Regions from separate parts of the Mus musculus genome. Here regions 1 and 2 are each linked to region 3. The links are chromatin contacts, called in public ChIA-PET and promoter capture Hi-C maps. All regions are on one chromosome and are shown on one strand. The core of a region is the stretch at or near the end of the contact, and the rest is flanking DNA. Distances in the headings are between cores, read along the strand shown.

The links. Promoter capture Hi-C pulls out the DNA fragments that hold promoters and counts their contacts. ChIA-PET counts read pairs in DNA pulled down with a chosen protein or histone mark.
Region 1: a contact with region 3 is called in a promoter capture Hi-C map of cranial neural crest. The contact joins the enhancer-like site here to the promoter of Rfc2 in region 3. A contact is called at or near these places in 10 of 39 promoter capture datasets (the 3T3-L1 cell line, cranial neural crest, embryonic stem cells and 6 more), 7 of 484 Hi-C or Micro-C datasets (cerebellum, cortical neurons, embryonic stem cells and 3 more), 2 of 115 datasets of contacts at active chromatin or transcription factors (embryonic stem cells and forebrain) and 2 of 9 other capture datasets (adipose tissue and embryonic stem cells).
Region 2: a contact with region 3 is called in an RNA polymerase II ChIA-PET map of memory CD8 T cells, with 88 read pairs. The contact joins the enhancer-like site here to the promoter of Rfc2 in region 3. A contact is called at or near these places in 4 of 39 promoter capture datasets (the SN4741 cell line, embryonic stem cells and liver), 1 of 484 Hi-C or Micro-C datasets (embryonic stem cells), 2 of 115 datasets of contacts at active chromatin or transcription factors (embryonic stem cells and memory CD8 T cells) and 3 of 9 other capture datasets (adipose tissue, liver and pancreatic islet).

Annotation. Positions count from the first base shown.
Region 1 is chr5:134,893,704-134,896,767 of GRCm38.p6, forward strand. No RefSeq gene overlaps it. Among named protein-coding and RNA genes, the nearest start is that of Tmem270, 11 kb to the right of the region's middle. Within about 2 kb of position 1,793, at least 18 of the 459 cell types and tissues checked have an H3K27ac peak or open chromatin away from gene starts, as enhancers often do.
Region 2 is chr5:134,281,310-134,284,522 of GRCm38.p6, forward strand. It overlaps Gtf2i (general transcription factor II I), which reads right to left. Exons shown (of 34, transcript NM_010365.4): 7 at 1,885-1,939; 8 at 1,478-1,521. Among named protein-coding and RNA genes, the nearest start is that of Gtf2i, 32 kb to the right of the region's middle. Within about 2 kb of position 1,407, at least 41 of the 459 cell types and tissues checked have an H3K27ac peak or open chromatin away from gene starts, as enhancers often do. A contact at or near this core is called in memory CD8 T cells, where this site is marked.
Region 3 is chr5:134,580,820-134,584,201 of GRCm38.p6, forward strand. Rfc2 (replication factor C (activator 1) 2) reads left to right here and starts at 1,871. Exons shown (of 11, transcript NM_020022.2): 1 at 1,871-2,067. The coding sequence starts at 1,970.

The sequences.
Region 1 (3,064 bases), core at 543-3,042, 310 kb after region 3:
ACGACGTGCTCCCTCCACAGAACTCTCAGAATGAAAGCTCCAAAGATTGACCTTTAAAAGTTGTCTAACATCTTTGGTTCCCTGCAAGGGTAACCTTTGCCTGTTGACTGCTCCGTCCAAAATAGGATGATAGTATGAACAGACTCCGAAGAGGATGGAAGAGCAGAGGAAAGCGTAAAGGGCTCTGAGATGCTGTCTTCCAGGCATGCCATGACTGTTATACTTCTGAACTCAACTGCACAAGACCAGGCCTTCATGCCTTCCACCAAGGGTGTGGGAGGGACTCACAGGGCCCCAACCCTCTCCAGAGATCTATAAGCATGATCGGTTACTGGGGGTAGGGAGAGAGATTCCTTTCAGTGGTGCAGCCACTCTGGTAAATAACCAGGCTCCTGTAAGCAACTTGAATTGAACTCACAGGGTCTCACACACACACACACACACACACACACATAAGAGGTGGGAAAATAGAAGAGGGACCAGTTGGGAATCCGAGGGGGGATCAACAGGAGTAGGTGGGGGCAAGAGACAGTGTTGGGGTGACTTTAATCAAAATGCATTACACATACATATGAAGATGGCCTAATGAAACTCATTACTATGGATTTAATATATGCTAATACAGAACATAACATCTGCCATATTAGTGACAGAGACACATGGATCCATCCCTTCGTGGTAACTTTGGAGTCCCAAGTGCTTTAGCTCTTGATGGTAGCCTGAAGTCTGAAGGGTTAGGGCCTAAGCAAGATGGCTCAGTAGCTAAAGTGGCTTGCTGCCAAGCCAGATGACCTCAGTTTGACCCCCGGGACCCATGTGGTGGAAGGAGAGAACTGACCTCTGCAAGTGATCCTCTGCCCTCCACACGTACACTAAGCATTGCACACACATACATACATACATACATACATACATACATACATACATAAATGTAATTTTAAAAAATAGTTATCAGCTACTGAGCTAAACGTGAGTCAGTTGAGGGGCTGAGGAAGGTGTGGCTTGGTCAGTGGTGTGTTTGCCTAGTATACATGAGGATCGGGAATCAGGCCCAGTTACATAAGGAATTTGAGGCCAGCCTGGGCTACATGAGAAAGACCCTTCTCATTGAAAAAAAAAATCCAGTTGTGCGATGTCAGGAGGTCCCTCACCTCTTGGGTAGTCATCCTTTCCACAGGCTAGCCCAGTTCCCTCTAGTTGTCTTTTTGACCCAGGCTGCCCTCATGTGAGTCGCAGGGTTCTGGGAAGACTACCGGCTCCCTCTAGCCAAGCATGGAAGTTGGTGTAGAGGGCTAGGCTCAGGGTTGTTCCCGTGAGTTGGGCTCCAAGGCAGAGACCCAAGGCAGAGACCCTTGCCTTCCAGTTGGTGGAACCCTGAGAGAGGGCATGCAGACAGGCACTCCAGTGGCCCCAGAGGCTCTTTCAAGACATGCCAACACCCTCCCTAGGGTGGGCTGGTGTAGAGTGGCAGCTGTCACCAATCTGGGACAAGGGACATGTGTACAGAGTATGTTAGGATGAATCTGTTGCCAAGGTAAGCCCATCAGGCAAAACCCAGAGACCAGTGCCTTATAGACAGTCTGGGGAACTCTCTGAATACAGATCCCCTACCACAACCTCAAGCAGACAGAGAAGGGGGGGTGATGGTGGCAGACACGGCTCCTGACCCAGCTGGACACGGGTTCCAGCCGTCCAGATGTGCAGCCAGCATTCCGCTGTGGAGACGGGGCGGAGCAGCAGCCAGGGGCCCAGATGGGCCGTGTTAACCCAGAAACAGCTCTTCACATCCAGATGCTCTGTGTTTAGCCAGCGAGCCAGCTTTGGTCTCCAGATGTGAGCCTGGGCTGGGGGTGGGTGAGGAGTACATCACCCCAGATGTGCACATTGTGAACAAGAATGGCTGCAGGATCCAGCTGCTGCAACAGGGACCTGAAGGCTAGGCTTGAATTTCTCTATTCTATTTAGACTTGGGGGGGGGTCCTTCTAGAACCCCCTAATTACAGAACTCTGATCCCTGGTTCAAGGAAGCTTCAAGATCCACAAATGCTAAGTTGCAGATGTTAACTGAGCCCTGTGATGGAAGTAAGAACTAAGGCTGACCTGCCCAGGGCTATATAAGCCAGAGACCAGCCAAAACTGAGTCCCAGTGGAGAGGAAGGATAAGTTACTCTCAGAGCGCAGGTAACTTAAACTGAGGGTGTATCTCGATTGGCAGAGCGCTTGCCTGGCATGCCTGAAGCACTAGGTTTGATTCCTAGCACTGTCTACATAGCTCATGCTTGTAATCCCAGCATTTGAGAATTGGAAGCAGCAGGATTACAAGTTCAAGGTCATCCTCAGCTACAGAATAAATTCAAGACCAGCTTGTCTCATACACACACACACATACACACACGCACACACACATACACACGCACACACACACTGATTGAATGAAGTAGTGCAGTGGAAGCAGAGAGGCTCCAGAAGGTTTCCAGGAGGGTCTCTAAAAGGAGCCCCAGGGTCACACTGCAGACATAACCAGCAACTCCTGCTAACAGCATAGCCCAGGACCTGAACCTGCCCTGAGCAGGGGGGCAGGGGAGGAAGGCTGCAGCTATACTCTCCAAACAAGCTATATATCCAGAACTGCCCAAGGCTGGGGACTTGGCTCAGTGGGTAAAGTGCCTGTGACCAAGACTGGTGACCAAGTTTGAGAACCAAGGAGCCCACGTGGTATATGGTGAGAACTGACTCCTGAAAGTTGTAGGTTGTCCTCTGACCTCTGCATTTGCGTGTGTCACACACACATACACACAAAATACAGCCAATGAATAAATGTACGCTTGTATGTCTGTGCACCACATGTGTGCCTGCTACCAGGGAACATCAAAAGAGGGTCCCTGATCCCCTGGAACTGGAGTTACAGATGACTGTGAGTTGCCATGTGGTTGCTGAGATTTGAACCCAGATCCTCTAGAAAAGTAGTCAGTGCTCTTAACCTCTGAGCCATCTCTCCAGCCCTTCAACCTCACTTTTCTTTTTAACTTTTAAGAATTGCGCAAGTAGAACCTCCCAACCCTAC
Region 2 (3,213 bases), core at 157-2,656, 300 kb before region 3:
AGGGACGGAGGGAGGGACAGAGGGAGAGAGGGAGGGAGGGAAGGAGAGAGGGAGGGAGGGAGGAGGGAGGGAGAGAGGGAGAAAGGAAGGAAAAAAATGATAATTAAAGAGTAAAAAACGTTTTGAAATGGGAGCTGGAGACATGGCTCAGTGGTTAAGAGCACTGACTGCTCTTCCAGAGGTCCCTGAGTTCAATTCCCAGCAACCACATGGTGGCTCACAACCATCTGTAATGGGTTCTGATGCTCTCTTCTGGTGTGTCTGAAGACAGCTACAGAGTACTTATATCCATAAAATAAATAAATAAATATTTTTTTTAAAAAATGTTTTAAAACCTTTTTTAAAAATCCACAACCTTGAAAATACAGAAACTAAAATTTGTTTAAGATTCAAAGACAATATAAAACCAAGCAGAGGCCATAAGAAACATCTGCAAGACCATATTTCTGACTTATATCCAAAATATAGGCAGAACTTTCAACAATGGAAAAAAAACAAAACAGTAAGCACAGGTTAAGAGAGAAAACAGGATCTGGGAAAGTGGCTCCCTGGGTCAAACACTTGCCACACAGCCTAGAACTGCAGTCTGAACTCCCAGGACCCAAGTGAGGCGGGCCAAGGTGGTGCATGTCTGTAAACCAGCTCTCTACAGCAAGATGGAAGGCAGAGAATTCCTGGGCCCTCGAAGGTCAGACAGCCCAGCTTCTGCAGTAGCCACATGCTCAGACCAGCACATGAGGTTATCTGATGCCAACAGGCACACCATGCCACATATGCATACTCTGCTCCCTCTCTGTCTCTCTCTCTCTCTCTCTCACACACACACACACACACACACACACACACACACACACTGGCAAGTTCATGAAAGAAACGTTCAGCATCATCCCCATGAGGAAACAACAACTGCAACCCCAGCAAGGGAGCTTGAGAGAGCTAGCTCAGTGGTTAACCATCTGCCCCACAATCCTGAGCATCAGAGCTTGTATCTCAGAATTCCCATCACAAGTGAACCAAGCCTGCCATTACCTGCAGCCCAGCTCGGAGGGAAGCAGAAACAAGAGACAGATCAGTGAGCTTTCAAGCTCGAGGCCTGAATTCTGAGAGACCCTGCCTCAAAGGAAGAGTTAGAGTAGAAGACAGTGGATGGCCTCCTCTGGCCTTGGAGCAGGCACAGGCACACAACCTCCTACCCCATTCCCACCCCAACATAGGAATATACCATATATTTACAAACAGGCACATGCACAAAATTAACTGATTATAAAGAAACCCTTAGGGGCCCCTCCTAAGTGAAACTGAGTATAGTCCCGCCTTTAATATGAGCAGTAGCGAGGCTGAGGCAGGAAGCTCGCTCGTCAGAAGCCAGGTCTGCTCAGCACAACATGACTCAATAACTAACCACTCAAACTGTAACCTTCTCAGCTAAGGAGAATGCTTTTTGTTCATAATAGCTTCTAAGAGTACTAGTACATACCAGAATCTTCTGTGGGTTCAGTTTTCACTTTGATGGGGCCACAACTGAAAGGAGGAAGAAATGTGGATCATGGGGTGCGTCTGTGAGAACCACCTGCACAGCTGTCAACAGCTTCCCCGACATCCAGCCTCGACTACCCAGGGCTCTGTGCACAGCTGCAGAGCTGAAGCCCACACTCCCGTGCCCATCACGCCTGTGCCTCCAGCTCTTAGGAGGCTGGGGCACAAGTGTCCCAAAATGAGGCTAGCCTCGGCTATTACAAAGTGAGAATATTTCTAAAACAAAACCAAAATTGACACTTTTGCAGCCAAGTGCTGCACCCTGCACTTCTGGATGTGGCCCTCAGCCTTCTGCTTTTAGTAACTCTGGGGCAGGGTCACAACAGTATGGGGGGGACGATGGCTTACCTTCCACTAGGAGACAGCATGGACCTCTCAGCCTCGGCCGCCAGCACTCGACCACCTACAAAGCAAAGGGCATTCAGGTTCAATGACATTTGTTGGTATTCTTGTCGGTTTGCTTGTCTGTTTTTCTGGTTTTTGGATTTTGACACAGGGTTTCTCTGTGTAGCCCTGGCTGTCCGTCAATTCCACATTCTCTCATCCCACAGTGTCAGGATTCTAGGGCTCATGATACCATGCCCTGGCTTGTGGGGGATTCAGGGTGAGGTTGGGGGACCCGGAGAAGAAACATCTCGGGATGAGCAAGCATAAACAGTCCTGAACTCAGTCATCCAGTTTTCATTTCACAGAAAAAGCTTATTTCTGCCAGTAAGCTGGCAACAGAAATAAAGCATTTGAGTGGCATAAGGTAAGAAGCGGATGTAAATATGACCCCTATTCAAGGTCAGTAGCTATGCCTCGTGTGGGGGTTCTGTTAGATATGATAGAAATGTTCTCAAGTAGATAATCAACAGTTGCCCAATCTGTGGTACATTTGAAACTGGTGAATTATACTGCAATTAAAAGAACTGTCTTACCTGACCTGGAGGTATATAGGGAATCCAGGCATTAAGGATACTGAGACAGTTCAAGGCCAGTCTTGACTACACGGCAAAACCCTGTCTCACCTTTGCATAGCCTAGCATGTGCAAGGCCCCTGGCTTGTATCACCGGCACTGTGGAGGGGTGCCGTTGAGGTTAAACCTGTAACCAATCTACACAGCCCTTTACTTAAGAGCCAAGAATCTATACAGCCCAAATGTCCCTCACCACAAAAATGAGCAAACGTGTCTGGGTTACATCTAGATCGCAACCTGGACTCAAGCAGCCTGTGTGGAGCACAGCGGGGAAGAGCGGGAGGCCTGCCCTGAGTCTGGTCTATAGCGAAAGGCCCAGGCCACCCAGGCAGCAAGACCCTGCAGCTGGTCTTTGATTCGTTGTGGGTTCTTTTTTTCTCCCACCCTTCCCCCCCCCCTCCCGCCCCCATGGTTTTACTCCTAACACTAGATAGGAGAGAAAGGATAAAGGGGAGAGAGACCCCTGAACCTAATTTCTTTCCTTTTGTTTCTTCTTTGAGCATGGCAACTAACAAACTATGACCAACATCCCCCACCCCAGGACCAGCAACCACCCACCACACCTGTCAGGGGCTCAGGACACCTTAATGAGGCAGACTCACTTGTATTTTTTTTTTCTGCTGGTCTGTGTAGTCAAGACTAGTTGTCCTTCCAGCTTCCAGACTTGCCTGCCTCTGCCTTCCATCTCACAGCAAAGGCCCTGCCCTTACCCACACAC
Region 3 (3,382 bases), core at 621-3,120:
GAGAGAGAGAGAGAGAGAACATTCTTGTCTCTGTCTCCCATCAATCATTTGCTCAGGGATTCATAAGACACATCTTACCCAAGTTGGGTGCAACTGGTCTCTTGTGGCTCTGTAGATGAAGAGGTCCCAGCGCTGTCAGCAGGGACATGCTCACTGAGGAAATGTCAACAGACCAGAAACCAAAGGAAAGAAAGGCTCAATGATCAGCCACCCACAGCTGAGGTCTTAAAGGTCACCCCACATCCAGGGACATAAAATCCGTCCTCTGTGCCCATCAGTAAAAGTTCTCTCCTTGTTTTCTTATTGCTAAAGAGGGAACACAACAACAAAGCATGACCAGAAGTGGTGGCACAGCCTTTAATTTCAGCATTCCAAGGACAGGGGTGGGGGGATCTCCCCTGGTTCAAGTCCAGCCTGGTTCACACATCCAGGTCAGCCAGGGCTACAGAGACACCTTCTCAACAGCAACAATAACAAAAAGCAAGGAAAGCAATTAAAAAACTGCTAATGTTTAGCCAAAGAGTTCAAATAAAAACCTTTGTGCTTACCAGAGGCACTCCGTGGGATGTGTCTGGGCAGGCAGACTACGAAAATAAGCAGTTTGCTGAGGTTGCTAACGGTAGGGCGAGCCTGCTTGGAAATCACCAGCCTTAAACCTTGAAAATGCCACCTTGGAGAAAACCATTTTTTTTTCCTCGTTGATACTGGTGGAACCCAGGCTTCTGACCCATGCCCTATTATTTCTTTAAGAATCTCATGTACCCCAGGCTGGCATCTGTCTTTCAAGTGCTGAAGCTACAGGTATGTGTCATGTCAGCTTTTTTTGTTGTAGTTGCTTTGTTGAGACAGAGTCTCCCTTTTCTAGTCCCAGAACTCACTCTCCTCCTGCCCGGCTTGTTAGTAGTGTAAGAATGGCAGGTGTGGGACTGGAGAGATGGCTCAGTGGTTAAAAGCACTGACTACTCTTCCAAAGGTCTTGAGTTCAAGTCCCAGCAACAACATGGTGGCTCACAGCCATCCATAATGAGATCTGATGCTCTCTTCTGAGGTGTCTAAAGACAACTACAGTGTACTCACATATGATTAAAAAAAAAAAAAAAAAAAAAAAAAAAAAAGAATGACAGGTGTGTGTTACTTTACCTGGCCAGAAAGTATCTTTAGTTTTGTTATTGTTGTATTTTTTTTGTTTTTTTGTTTAATTTTTGTGATAGCTCTGAAATTTGTGATAGTACATAGCTCTGGCTGGCCTTGAACTTACAAAGATCCATGTGCCTCTGCTCCCAAGTACTGGAATTAAAGACCTGTGCCACCAAACCTGGGCCTAGAAAGCATCTCTTTAAAAATACTTATTTAGCCGGGCGTGGTGGCCCACGCCTTTAATCCCAGTACTTGGGAGGCAGAGGCAGGCGGATTTCTGAGTTCGAAGCCAGCCTGGTCTACAAAGTGAGTTCCAGGACAGCCAGGGCTACACAGAGAAACCCTGTCTCGAAAAACCAAAACCAAAACAAAACAAAAAAAACCTTATTTTAGCCAGGCATTGGTGGCACACACAAGAGATAGAGGCAGGCAGATCTCTGAAATCAAGACCAGCCTGGTCTACACAGTGAGTTTCAGAGCAGTCAAGGGCTACACAGAGAAACCCTGTCTCAAAAAAAATAAAAGTCCATGAAAGTAAAAAGAAATGAAATGATTTTATTTTATCTTATTTAATGTCACAATTAAATAAGATATAATAAAATGTCTCCCCCCCCCCCCCCCCCGCCTCTCAAACGCCAGCTCCTGAGATCACTGCGGCCTCTAGCGGCCAGGGATGGCTACGCGGTGCTCTCTGCGCAGGCGCAGGAAGAGATTCACCGCCTCTATAACGCACTTCCGCTTTCCTCTCGGCGTTGCCCGGAAACCAGGACCCAGACTTCCGTCAAAGCGGCATGGGGCGGGGCCTCGGGTGGCGGGAAGAGCAGCCACCGGAATGGAGGTTCAGGAGAGTGGCTGTGACCCATCCGAGAGTGGGGCGCAGGAGCCCTCGCCTGTCCCCAGCAAGACCGCCGGCCACTACGAGCTGCCGTGGTGAGCCTGCAGCCATAGTAACGCGCGCGTAGACGTGAGGGCGGGCCGAGCTCCAGGAACCCTGGGTTCGACCTGGGTCTAGGGGACAGAGAAGGTGCAGATGTCCCCAGGAGCGCAGATTTCCCCTTTCCTTCTTGAAGCTAGATATTCTGTTTTTCTTTCTTTCTTTTCTTTTCTTTTTCTTTCTTTCTTTCTTTTTTTTTTTGAGATCGTGTCCTGTGTAACCCAAGCTGGACTCGAACTCACTACGTAGCAAAGGATGACTTTGAACGTTGATCCTGGGGTGACAGGGCATGCATTACTTCCGTAAAGCAGTGCTGGGGATGGAACACAGAGCCTCGTGCACGCTAAGCTAGCACTCTACGGACTGAGGCCCATTCACAGCCCTGGGGTTCACTGTGAAGCCCAAGCTGGTCTTGAAGTTTCTGCAGTTCTCCTGCTTCAGCTTCCCAAATACTGGAATGGCAGGTGTAAGCCACCAGGCAAAGGTAGAGATTTTTATTTATGGAAATTGAGGAATATGTGTCTCGAGGTTCATCTAAATGATGCTTAAACGTGACTAATAGGCCCTCATGCAGTGCAATGCTAATGGCTTTTATTTATTTTATGTATATGAGTATACTGTAGCTGTCTTCAGACACACCAGAAGAGGGCATCAGAACCCATCACGGATGGTTGTGAGCCACCACTATGGGAATTGAGCTCAAGGCCTTTGGAAGAGCGGGCAGTGCTCGTCACCGCTGAGCCATCTCTCCAGCCCTGGCCTCATATTTTTTTATTTGTTTAAAAATCTCATCTTAAAAAACTATTAGCTTTAGCCAGGTGGTGGCACACACCTTTGATCCCAGCACTTGGAAGTCAGAGGCAAGTGATTCTCTGAGTTGGAGGCCAGCCAGGGCTACACATAGAAACACTGTTTAACAAAACAAAACTCTGTGTGTGTGTGTGTTTCACTTTTGTTACGGTAGGTCTCACCACCCTAAGCTAGCTGCAGACTTTCTGTATAGTCGAGAATGACGAATTCTGACCCCACTGTGTCTTCTGCCTATGGACAGGGGCTGCAGGTGAATTTTGAGCTTTTAGTTTTTGCATGGAACTTGCTGCCAGACCACATGCTAGCATGGAGCTACCCCAGCACTAGTTTTTCTTTATCAAAAGTAAGGTTTCTGACAGCAGACCACAGAGAGGTTCCTCGGTTCACTGAACTATCTCTCCAGAGCAATGGTTCTCAACTTCCCTAATGCTGTGACCCTTTCATACAGTGCCTCATGTTGGGGTGCCCCCCCAACTATAAAATTTTTATTGCTACTTCATA